Linked DNA regions of Mus musculus: region 1 is linked to region 2. The links are chromatin contacts, called in public HiChIP or PLAC-seq maps. All regions are on one chromosome and are shown on one strand. The core of a region is the stretch at or near the end of the contact, and the rest is flanking DNA. Distances in the headings are between cores, read along the strand shown. Region 1 overlaps Bach2 (BTB and CNC homology, basic leucine zipper transcription factor 2). Region 2 has its middle 65 kb from the start of Bach2.

The links. HiChIP or PLAC-seq counts read pairs in DNA pulled down with a chosen protein or histone mark.
Region 1: an H3K27ac HiChIP or PLAC-seq map of oligodendrocyte precursor cells shows a contact between it and region 2, with 4 times the contacts expected there. The contact joins two enhancer-like sites. A contact is called at or near these places in 4 of 484 Hi-C or Micro-C datasets (B cells, CD8 T cells, Th1 cells and 1 more) and 4 of 115 datasets of contacts at active chromatin or transcription factors (CD8 T cells, embryonic stem cells and oligodendrocyte precursor cells).

The regions. Positions count from the first base shown.
Region 1 is chr4:32,428,699-32,435,301 of GRCm38.p6, forward strand. The region is part of intron 1 of Bach2 (BTB and CNC homology, basic leucine zipper transcription factor 2); the gene reads left to right. Among named protein-coding and RNA genes, the nearest start is that of Bach2, 15 kb to the left of the region's middle. Within about 2 kb of position 2,548, at least 66 of the 459 cell types and tissues checked have an H3K27ac peak or open chromatin away from gene starts, as enhancers often do. A contact at or near this core is called in oligodendrocyte precursor cells, where this site is marked.
Region 2 is chr4:32,349,116-32,355,478 of GRCm38.p6, forward strand. It overlaps a transcript of Bach2 not described here. Among named protein-coding and RNA genes, the nearest start is that of Bach2, 65 kb to the right of the region's middle. Within about 2 kb of position 2,371, at least 121 of the 459 cell types and tissues checked have an H3K27ac peak or open chromatin away from gene starts, as enhancers often do. A contact at or near this core is called in oligodendrocyte precursor cells, where this site is marked.

The DNA of each region.
Region 1 (6,603 bases), core at 1,298-3,797, 80 kb after region 2:
AGTGCTCTCAGTCATGAAATGCTTTGGAGTTTATTTCTAATGGGTAAATGCTCAGAAAAACTGAAATTTTCAATAAGATTGACATTTGGAGTAAGAAATATAAATCTAATGAGAGCATTTCAACCAAGGCTTGTAATTAGGGCTGAATAGAGTAAATTTATACATGCTCGCTGCAGAAGGGCACGGCGGAAGGTGAAATTGCATGCTCTTCTGTGAAGGAGCGAGGAAGGCCAATGTATCAGTGTCAGGCCGTGACACCAGAGTATAAATGACACTGTCACCAAGTGCTGCACTGGGTACCAAGGGAATTCCACTCGAGTAAATTACATTACTTAGACAGACCTGAAGGCACCGTGCTGGAATGAGTGCAGAAAAGGAGAAGTCTGTCAGCACAAAGCTGAGAACGTTGCCATATAGCCAACTGCAGGATGCACAGCGCTGGCTGTGTGGGACCTGGAAGGGACAATGTTCCGGTCTGTTGTTAGCTTATAGACGTGACAGATATGTACAGTTGACCTAGAGAATGGGTATAAGCTGATTTCTGTGATCTGGTCAGCATTGGGTTTCCCTTATTATTTACAGTTGGGTGGCAATAGGGGGTCAGTGTACATTTGCCATTCTTTCTTTTTCTCTGTTGTGAGAATCTAACCCCTGCCCCCTCGGTAGCACTGTTCACCTCATTTCCAGCCCCACTGTCATAAAACACATGGTCGCCATGGTCAGGTGGAATGTGTCTGTAATCCCACCTACTGGAGAGACAGAGGCAGGAGGATTGCATAAGAACTCTTTTTCTCACACTGTGTCTTTCTGAGAGTTGATCTGTCTTAGCGTTTCTGGGCAGGAACTGGGAGAAGAGATGAAACATCAGTGATGACGCCATCTCCTCTCCTCACTTACTGAAACATGCGCTGGTCTCCTTTTGTCTGGCTGGGATGCCAGTCAGTCCCTGAAGAAGCCAATCACAGGGACTCTAGAATCAGTCACTCACTCCTTGGCTAGGAAGTAAATTGTCCCAGAGAGAGTAGTCTGAAACATCAGGGTGGCTTTCTCAGCCATGTGTCACACCTTATCCTTCTTGAGACACCCCTAAACAGCCTCTTGGGGGACACGCTGCATGGAGAACATGGACTCTGCAGGTTATCTCCACACGGGTTACATGGCAGGTGTTCCGCCATCTTCCTAACACAGGGCACATTGGACATCAGAGGTGGCACTCAGGCTTGAGTTTTAGTCTTTCCAAAATAATGCTGTGTCAGAGGTGGAATTTCATCTGCGTTTTGTGCCTGTATAGACTTTATTCATTTAATCATGGGATTTAGGAAAGCCACCTTACTTGGAAAACTAGGTTTGAGGGCAGGAGAAGAGAAAATGACATATTTTCTAATTTATTTAAGTATACCCACCTTTAAATTACTTCAAGACGCTCTGGTGCAGCTCAGAGGTAGAGTGCTTACGCAGGACATGCAAGGCCCTAGGTTCCATCCCCACTAATGCATAGGTATGGGTGTCAGTCTGGGATTCTGAAGTGACATCTGCGTAAAAGCTTCACACGGTGTCCATGTGAAGCCTGAGCTCACTGAGCGCTTACTCATCAGCCGTGGGAAGTCAGCCTCGCCTGCACTGGCATGTCCCCGTTTCCATCGCATTTCACTTGTGTGCTCCACAACATCAGTAGGGGAATTGTATGTGTGTCTTGGTGTTTACTACAAAGTTACTACGTGACGTTTTTCCCCTGGCTTCTCCATGACAGCCTGCTACCCGAACTACAGCTCTGAGCTCCTGTGAGCTGAACCCTGGTGAAAGAGCTTTGACAGCATCTAAAATGTTTGGAGCCTCCCTCCATTCTGAAGAGCCTCCTTTGTTCCAACTGCCCTACCAGTGTTGTTGTTGTTGTTGTTGTTGTTGTTGTTGTTCTTCTTCTTCTTCTTCTTCTTCTTCTTCCTCCTCCTCCTCCTCCTCCTCCTCCTCTTCCTCCTCCTCCTTCTTCTTCTTGCGTCCAAATTGGAAAGGGAGCAGGGGGCTCTCCTAAGGAGGAACGGGTCTGTGGAGGATTGCGAGCACTCATTCAGAAGCTATTCTTAGTTCCCAGAACTATAACGAGGCTGGGCTTTTTGTCCTGCTGAAGCTCCATTAAGGAACGATCCCTCTACCTGCCACCTGATTCTGTTTTCCCCAAGGACGCCTGGTGTTTTCTTCCCTCATATTCTGAATGGACTGGCTTCTGAGTCAGGCGCATCTTGCAAGGCAGTGAGTCCTGTTGCCGTGATGGCTCACCTACTCCTCAGCTGTCCTCTGAAGTCTGCATTAGCAGCGCTTGCTGCAGACCTGGATTCATCGTCAGAAGTCAGCCTGTCCACGGCAGCAACTTACCCACATTGTCACGCCAGTGTTGGCAGCTGACCACTGCTGCCTTGCACTGCTGTGTTCCTGGGCTCCCACTGCTGCAGATGAGAAAAAGAATGCAAACAACAGAGTCCCCCACCAGAGCCCATAGCCATGTTCCAGAGGACAGTGAAGTCATTGTTCAGAGGTGACCTAAGGACGAAAGCATTTAAACAATAAGCCCTCTTGTGAGATGTGGTGAACTATGCACTGCAGACATTGTGAAGTCCTCTGTCTCGGGGAAGGCAGTTTCTGCACGGGTTTCAATACCTTCTTGACAGCCATTTAGGAGAGGAAAGTCACTTGTCTCACAATAGCATCCAAGCAGTTTCTGTCCTAAGGAACGCTAAAGTGTGTTCCTTTATATAAAATACACACTGTAATTTATAGAAATCACAGTGCTCCATTGAATTGCAGTCCCCTCCCCCTCCCCTCCTTACCTGAAGTAGAAACTCCATCTGTTTGGTAAAAGCCTTCTTTCTTTGAATTTTCTTTTTATATTTTGTGTGTGTGTGTGTGTGTGTGTGTGTTGTGCACACACATGCACATGTCACTGAACACGTATAGCGAGGTCAGAAGACAACTTGCAGGAGTCAGTTGTGTCCTTCTCCTGTATGTCATGGGGATTGAACTCACATTGTTAGGGCTGCTACCAGGCCCCATATTGAGCAGCTCGCCCACCCCTCTTCATTCTTTGAATAATATTTATTTCTTCCAAATGAAAAAAGGGATCCCTTCGGTTGCTTAGATTCCTAATGAGGCTCTGAGGCTTGATAATAATCCTCGGAACACCTTGTCACTGTTGAAGCATGGGAAAAGAGGAGCCCTGCTTTGAATTTAGTTTCGTTTGGATTCATTTAATTTAATATTTTTTGGTTTTGTTTTTGCATTGAGCCTTTAAGGGAGGCTTGGTATATAGACATATACCCTTGTTAGCTCACACCAGTATCTCTGGCAGAACCCTGGAATTGTTTCCGTTTTGATGTTGAATATATGACTTTCCGTGATGGTGGAGGGCGCGGTGCATATGTTGACTGGCCAGAGGTGTTCTGTCACGATATAAATGTAGGATTAAACTATTAAAATTGCCAATTTGATGTGTTTGCAGATCACTGTATACAGCACCATTGCAGAATCCTCCTAATTGAAGAAATGTTTCATCTCTATCTCTGTTGACAGGAAGGATCGCCTCCTGATAATTGCTTTGCTTAAGTGTCTGATAATATGCCAGGAGTGAGCGCATTCTGTGTTAGGTCATCTTTAATTATGCATGTACCACCTGTCAGCTCTAAATCAGGATCAGATCAGATCCTTGCAGAGTCACTTTGGGGAGGGTCGGAGAGAAGCCAAGGTGATCTCTTTGAGAAACAACAGAAATAGCAGTAAACATTTCTCATCACCTGAAAGCGCCTCGGGGGCATGGCTCATGAGGCACCAGCCACTGGCACATCTGAGAAAATCCGAAATCTCACCCAAGCAAGATAAATTACCTCGGAGACAAATTACGGAGAGCTTGGAAGTGCCCCCTCCCTCCCTCCCTCCCTCCCGCCCGCCATCTGTGGCACTTCCTTTTTATTCTTTCTCATCCTTGTAAAGGAGCCAGGGAGAAGCTCAGACACATTTTTATAAGCTACGTGAGGACAGGAAATATGATAATGATGTTAGATTTCATACATTTGGGGGATTTTTTTTTCAGTAGTTAGTTGGCTTTTTTTAGAAGGACAAATGTGGGTTGGAAGAAATGCTTGCTACCCTCTGTCAGCTTTTAGTAGTTTTAGTCTCACTTTTCAGGGCTGTTTGGGACTTTCTGGAGGGATGTTTAGGGTTCTTTACCGAAAGTTCTGTTCCCTCCACTAAGAGGTGTTTTTCTCTGTTCACCTGTCAGAGGCTTAAAGGCAGAGTGAACACACGTTCACTCTTTCATATAACAGGTGGGCTTGACTGACTGCAGAGGGGCAGGCAGAGAAGGGGCAGGCGGAGAAGGGGCAGGCGCAGGGAAATGACTGAACATGCTTTATCCCATTGTGCAGCTCTCAGAACACAAAGGGGAGGCTCCAAGCCTGACGTTCTCCAAGCTGGGGGGGTGGGGGGAACGCTCCTGAGATGGCTTTGCCTTTGACCCACTTTTGGAAAATCCTGAATTTCTCTATGTCAGATCCAGCTGAATAGAGGGACAGGACCGCCATAAAAGTGGACCTCCAGCCCCACAGAGCATTGGGTTATGACTCTGAATCCCTCTTCACCACCATCCAGTGCCTAAGGTGACGTTTACTGCAGTGGGCATGCATCCAGGTAGCACAGAGTAGGTCTGACACTCACTCTCCGGTCCAGCGTTTGTCACTTAGTGTGCAATTGCACAAGTAAAAGTTACACAGGACTGTCAGCTCCACACAGCGCAGACTTCTCTCAGAAGTGACTGCAACGTGCCCATGCCCGACAGAAGAAGATCCCAAAGTTAAGTCCAGGAGAACCGAGAGAACGAACCAACAAGTAAAAGCAGTGCCACCATATTTTCTCATCCCCGCTCGTCTTTGCCAAACCCTTTCCATCTGCCTGGGAAGATTGTGTGCTCTCTCCACCTGCCTGACTCCTATTTTGAATGTTATCTCCTCTAAGAAGCATCTTTAAATTTATTCTTTTATAATTTTATACATGTATATAGTGTTCTTTGCTCAACTGCCCTCCCTCCCCAGTTAACCCTCTCTTAATGCCTTCTCCCATCACCAAATCCCTTCTTCTCCTCAGGCCCCCCTCCTGCTTTCATGCTTTTGTGTGCGTGTAAGACGCACTGCATTTAATTAGAGGTGAACATGAGTGAGGTCATTTGCTTGCACAAGAGCAGTGTGCCAGGCTCATTCACAGAGGAATATGATTGCCATCTCTCTGTATCCTTTAGCTTATTACATCTCCTTTGAGAGTGGCGAGGCCTTATGAGCCTCTCTCGGATCCATGATGGAGAACTAACTGGTGGGCCCAGCTCTACGAGGGCAGCCACTGCTGCTTTGAGTCCATAGGTGCGATGGCCATGTCCTGTCCCCTAGACAACACCTATAGTACTCTTGGCATCTTCCAACTCTTACTTTCTTTCTGCTTCCTCTTTCTTGGCATTCTCTGGGCTTCAGAGGGATTGATACACATCTCCCACTTAGCTGAACATTCAACAATCACTCGTTCTCAGCACATTGACCAGTGATGGGTCCCTGCGTTAACTGTCACCCATGTGAATAGAAGCTTCTCTGAACAAGGCTTAGAGCAACGCTAATCTGTGGATGTAAACATAAATGTTGGGAGTTCAGTTTGAACAGCCAGGTGTGGTGACACACGCCTTTAATCCCAGCACTCGGGAGGCAGAGGCAGGCATATTTCTGAGTTCGAGGCTAGCCTGGTCTACAAAGTGAGTTCCAGGACTGCCAGGGCTATACAGAGAAATCCTGTCTCGAAAAACAAAAACAAAAACAAACAAACAAACAAACAAAACCATGCAGTTTGACACTGTGCTCAGTTAGCAAAGAAAGTTCCCCTACTGGGTCTATGACTGCCATAATCATGGAGTTTGATGAGGTTTGTAGAACTAAGTATGAATTCCTCCTACAGGGAGGCACTCAAACCCAATCAGAAAGTAGCTGGCTATCCCTAAAACAATTACACCACTGTTGCAATGGTGGGCATATCTTGCCTAGCATGTTGGTAATATAGTTCAGAGGTTCACAGTTAGGTAAGACCAGTGGTGACTTTCTTCCCCTGGCAGCACTCTACTAGCCAGCAGGAAGGAAGCTTCCAGTTCAGTTCCAGCTGGATTTCTCTCTGTTTTTGCAATCAAAATGTGTGATGTCCTCAGCAATAGGGTCGAACCATCTGCTTCTGGTGGGCACCCAAGAGGAATGACAAGGGCCCCAGGGATCCCTCTGATCAACAACTAAGGAAGTACCCTATACCTCCCACTGGGGTTTTGTCTAATAACCAATGTCTTAATCAACATATTGTTTTCTTCCTCCTGCCCATCACCAAGTCCCTAGCAGACTGCTTGTCTGGCTTTATCAGAGTTGGTCATAGTATTCTACAAAGTATCCTTTATGGAGTTTTCTCTGGGGAAAAGAAGATAGCATCTTAACTGTGACCAGGAAGCTCCAGAGACCAAGCAGTAATATGTGGTCCACAGTCCTCAGGTTACACTAAGGATATTATGACCATACATTAGAGAGGGACATACACACATGTGAG
Region 2 (6,363 bases), core at 1,121-3,620:
GATAGATAGATAGATAGATAGATAGATAGATATAGATATAGATACATATAGTTATATATACATACATATAGTTATATATATATATTTATACATAGTTATATATATAATTTTTTATTTCAAGTAGAGTGAGTATGAGCTGGAATTTTCTAAGGGTAATTTCCCCCTCCCCTCCCCCTTCCATTGCTTGCCTTTGCTTATGGTCCAGGGGAAATTTTTTCTTACCCACTGTAGATTCCTCTTCAGAGTTATTGGCTTTGGCGCTTGTATCCTGCGTGTAGACATTAAGCATTCTTTGAAAGCACAACCTCCTTGTTGATTATCTAACACACCCCCAATAGCCATTAGCTCCTGCCTCCTGCTTCAGGGTTAACTGAACCCTGTGTTCTAGCTTTCTTGTCCCTTCTGACAGTTGTTATTATCTTAGAGTTGAACCATCCCTTGCCTCCAGCTCACGCTGGTGTCTTTCAGGGCCCTTTGTGCGTATACCACATCCTGACAGTAGAAGTCCTCCTGATTTCAGAGCTGAACTATCCAAATGGGAAATGATAATGGCTGACTTAGATCTTTTTCATGGTTATTTTTTAGTTCCGTGACATTGCCTTAATGGCACAGGAGACTGATTCTCACTTAAGGACAGCTAGCACATCCTTGACTAGAAATCAAAACTCTGAGATGCTTCAGTATGGCCACTAAGAAATTTTCGAGTTTTAGAGAATTTTGGGTCTGGGATTTCTACAATTAGGGATGGTTAAATGTCCAAGATCACACAGATGTCCCCAAGTCTGAAAAGTTCTAAAATATGATACAGTATTGGTTTCTGGCATTTAAAGTGGTTTTCATAACTATTAATATTTACTTTTAGAGGACTTTGTGTTCGTTTTTGATCCACTGAAGCAGTGTTATAAAAAAATCTATAAGGGCTGGAGAGCTGGCCCAGGAGTTAGGAACACTTGTCCTTGCAGAGGACCAGAACCTGATTCCCAGCACCTGCATGGCAACTCACAAGTATTTATAACTCTAACCCCAGGGGGATCCAATGCCTTCTTCCGACCGCCAGTCATACAGACGTACATCCAGGCAAAACACCCAAATACAAAAGTTAAAAGAAAAGTAGCATATAACTAAAATCGTTAAGAATAAAGCTCCCACCCATTCACTTGCTTTTCAAGAAATGCTGATGGAGTTCTTTATCTTTAGGTTTTGGGGAACAGATAAATCATGAATTACAGATGCCTACCCTTGTTGAGCTTAATCCTAGTTAAGGAGATAGACAGATAACAAGATAAAAATTCTGGCAAGTGTGATGAATGTAACTGGGAGCAGTCGAACACTCACAGGAAGATGGGAGTTATTTTTTTCATATTTTAAAGAACAGCTCTAAGACTGATTGGAGCTCTGCTTATATTAAGATGCATCCAAACTGTTAAGTAAACATTGTATCACTACACCGTAATTAATTCTAACTTAAAGTAGAGATTAATATGTCCATTTGTAGAAGTTAATAGATTGAAACAGTGAGTGTTTTTATAGATCTCTGGGCATCTCTACTGAAAACACAATAAGACACTGAGAAGATGGCTCAGAGGGTAAAATGTTTGCCACACAAGCATGAAGACCTAGAACTCATGGAAAAGTGGTGGGTATGTGTCTAATCTACCCCCGAGGGTGCAGACACAGGCAGGTCCTTGAAGTTCATTCACAGGCCACTCTACCCAAATTGATAACGCTTCAGGTTCAGTGAGAGACCCTGTCTCAGAAATAAGGTGTAAAGAGATTGAGAAAAGATACCCGATATTGACTTTAGGTACATACACTACACCCCCCACACCCCACAAACACACACACACACACACACACACACACACACACACACACACCAATTAAATAAAGTATCAATTTCAGTAAAACACCAACTTTATGGTAACAAAATTAAAGATTCCTTGAGTTTAAAAAGCTAGCATTAAATAGGAAAATACTCATTTCTACCCCTCAACCTCCACAAACCCAGAGACAAACAAAATATTCACCAACCACTAAATACCCTAAGGGCCTAATTGTCTGTTATACTCAACTCACTGTATTGGTTCTGAAAGTCCCAACTGGTGAAGATATAATAGGCTATTCATTCCTTTAGTACAAAAACTGACAAACAGGTCAGAAGGAAGCAGCAGAGAACAAAGGGAGCAGCGAGTCCTGGGGTGACAAGCAGCAGGCACCGTTTCTAAAGGACCACCGTTAACCTGGCGACCACAGCTCTGCAGACCAATAGCGAAGGGCCATTTATAGCTCAGTTCCCACGAGGGCACAACTGTGCTCTGTACAGCACGTCGGAGGGGGACAGAGAGTTTATTGTTGAACAATGGTAGTGGCTCCCCGCAGGAAGTAGGGTGAATGTCTGGGTTAGCGGCACTGGTGACTTCATTGATCTGACCTGGGTAAGGATCAGACAGGACTCTGAACAGGAAGAGTTGTGGGTGGTTTATTCATGAGAACTGTGCTTTTTATGGGTTTTGCTTTTTTAGTAGTGAAAGCATTACCCAAGATGTTTCCTTGCTTACTGTCTATCCTGAGATTTTTGTTTCAGGGAGCGAACTTGATGGGGAACAAAATATCCACCTTCCTGTAAGGACAAAGGGTTTCTGGGAAGCTGCCAGTCACTGTCTCGGGTTTGAATTGTAAAAACCAACAGACGCTTCTTCGGAAAGGATTCTGTAAACCTTTTCTGTTGTTGTTTTTTAAGTTAACCAATAGTCTGCGAGAAAGCAACTGTTAACTCGTTTTGTTATTTATCTGTGTTTCCCAACCCGTGTGCCGAGGGGCTCTGGGACAGCGTGTTAAGTCCGAGGGCAGCTCCAGAGTTGGCGGCATACATTGTCCATCGTGGGGGACACGCCTGTAGAGCCCTGTGCCAGTATTAGCCGGAAGCAGGTCCTACTACATCAGCATTCAACTGCACCACGTTCTCTTGATGACCTCATCTCAATGCTAAAGTGAGAACAGGAAGGGAGGGTGGTGGGGTCTATGCTGACGCCACAGCCTGATGTTCTGCAATACTAAGAGATACAGAGATGATCTCGTAATACGTTTTTACAAGGTTATTTAAGAAGGAAATAAAAGTAGTGCTTTTTACTGTATAAGTGTTTGTCCAACAGTGACTAAGTCATTAGTCCATAAATAGTTATATTGTCTGGGGTCAAATGACCTAACAAACAAATAGCACCATTGAGCACTTGTATTATAACACAGGCACTGTTAAGTACTTACTGGTACTCTAAGAGATTTACACGTTATTTGGGAACCTGTAATGTGTGTTCCATCCCATGGACACCCACACACAGTTTTGAATTTATTATTTGCCGTTTGCTTCACATATTATGGAAGTCGTATAGAATATTATTTAAATTTTGTAATAAACAATTTGCTTTTACTTGACCTTCCATATTTTTAAGCCAGCCCTCTAAGGACTTGCCGCTCTTCCCCTTTCGTCGGAGGTCTGGTCAGACTCCTCGCACAGCCTGCTTGTTTAGATAGCCAGTATCCGGCAGTTCCATGGGCTACACCCCTGGAAAACGATTCCCAGGATCAAAGAACAGGGACTTTCTAATGCCTGTATTATCCAGATGGAGGGTGTGCATGCCAAGCTGCCCCTTACAAGACATTATATTGATTCCTTTCCCTTGAGAGTGTTTGAGATTACCTCAGCCAAACCAAGGACTGCATTGGGGAATTCAGTCATTGGTGCTCAGGGTTGTGAACCAGCCAAAGATGTCCCTCCTTCCCAACCACGGAGTAAGTGCAAGGCCAGTGAGAAAGCTGGCTGAGTCTGTGCTGGCCAGAAGTGCGCAGAGCCTCCAGTTCAGGAACTGCAGCAGGAGCTAGCGGTTGCTCAGAGCAGCATTTGAGAGTGGCCACACAGGAAAGAGGAAAGCCGTTGCTAGGAAACTTCTCCTTTTGGCTCATTCCAGGCTTATCTAAACAGGACCCTCCTCCACAGGTTGCACTGGAGAACAAGGATGTAGCTCAGTGGTACAGTGCTGTCTGAGCATGACAAAGCTCATCATTTGATCCCATTACCAAACAAACTCAGTGTGAGTGGAACATGCCTGTAATGAGAGGCAGAGAGCCAAGGTCTGGGTCCAGGGAGGTAGCTTAATTACATGTTGCTAGCTGTCCATGTAAGCCTAAGAGCTGAGTTCAAGTCTCCAAGATCCTTAAAAGCTAAGCATGGTAACATGAGCCTATAAGCCCTGTGTCAGGGTCAGAGAAAGGGAGAGATCCCTGGGGCCTGCTGCCCAGTCAGTCTGGCTAACTCAGTGAGCAACCCTGTCTCTAAAAAGAAAATTAAAGAGGGCAAGCAGTGAAGACAGCACATGACACTGTTAAACTCTGGCCATCACACACGCACACACACACACACGCACACACACAGAGAGATGCACCTCATGTGCATGAACACAGAGAGAGCACACACTGATACACACAGAGACATATACAAACAGAGAGATTAGACAAACACAGACACATACATACACACACATATGCACAGAGAGACACACACATACACACAGATGCACCTCATGTGCATGCACACAGAGAGAGCACACACTGAGACACAGACAAACATATACATACAGATAGACAAACACAGACACACACACATATGTACAGAGAGACACACACAAACACACACACAGATGCACCTCATGTGCATGCACACAGAGAGAGCACACACTGAGACACAGACAGACATATACATACAGATAGACAAACACAGACACACACATAAGTACAGAGAGACAGACACACACAAAGACAGAAAGGGGCTTATCCAAGGTCATTTTTATGGCCAACCTTGACTTCCTGACACCTTACCTCACCACACACACACACCTATGCACCACATGAATGCACATGGAGACATACATACAGAGATATAGACACACACACGTACAGAAAGAAACAGACAGATACACACAAAGACAGAGTTATCAATGGTCATTTTCAAGGCCAACCTCGGCTACCTGAGACCCTGCCCCATCACACACACACACACACACACACACACACACACACACACACTTCACCCTGTACTGCAATTCCATTCTACCTCCGTAAGATGAGACAAATGACCCAAGACAGGAGTTGACGTTGGGGATGCTTTTGGAAGGACAAACTTCAGGATAAAGATCAAGCAAGATCTTTTCCTCTGCAGTCCCCAGCATCTGTGTTTCCATCTCTGACCAAATATGCATCTCTTTAAATATTTAATTGACTCCTAAGCTGATATTTTCAGTTCTGTCTCAAGAAGGAAATGTGTTATGTGTTTTAGGCTTAGAACATGGAAGCTATGTGTATATCTTGGAAATGTTTCCGTTTTAAGAAAGCTCTGAAGCCCCTTTTCAGCCCTTTAGGAGATGAGCCATCTTGTACAGCTTCATCTCTTTTCAGCCCTTTAGGAGATGAGCCATCTTGTACAGCCTTGTACAGCTTCATCTCTGGAACGTCCTGAGCACATAAGCGTTTGTGGGCGTGGGCATTTCACAGGATGCTATATGCACTGCCCCCCCCCTTTTTTTAAGAAGATGAATATCCACCTTTTCTCAGTTTATGCACAGAGCTGACAAGATGTCTCAGTGGGCAAGGCACTTGGCGGGAGGGTGTAAAGCTGGATGCGGCGCCCCAGCTGCATGCAGACCCAACAGTCATGGCAACTCAGCTCTAATCCTAGAGACAGGGATCCCTGGAGTGACCAGGCTTGCTTGGGTAGCCCAGTCCTCAAGCTCCAAGTTCAAGTGAGAGGCCCTGCTTCATTATTAGGGATGCAGATTAATAGACAGGACAGTTAATATCAGCTTCTGGATTCAGCATGTGTGTGCTTGCATGCATCCAAGCTCGCCTGCACATGCACCCATGCATGCAAATGTGCACACACGGACAACAAAAAGACATTTAACATTTTATAAGTTTTCCTTTTAAAATTGTGCTCCAAAATCTCTAAAACCAAATGCCCACCCAGTTGATCATGAAAAGATGAGTGGACTCCTTCAGAGGCCCAGTTGACTCTAAATTGAAATTAAAGCTAGTGGATAGGCTTCAAAGCAGGCTGACTACAGGAATTCGGGTATACACTTCACTTCCTCACCCTTACCTGGTTCTCTCTACGCAGACCCACCCACTGGTCCCACCCTTCTCAGAAGGGAAACAGAGGGCTGCTGTGGTCTGTCCATCTGTCCATCCACGATCTGCCACAGAAAAGGCCTCAGCTCTTTGTGTAGAGAATTTTGGCGCTGAGAAAGTCTTCCTGTGCCCCTCTTGCTCGAGATGGTTCCCTGGGGATCCGCATTGGAGAATCCTGCTAAAGTC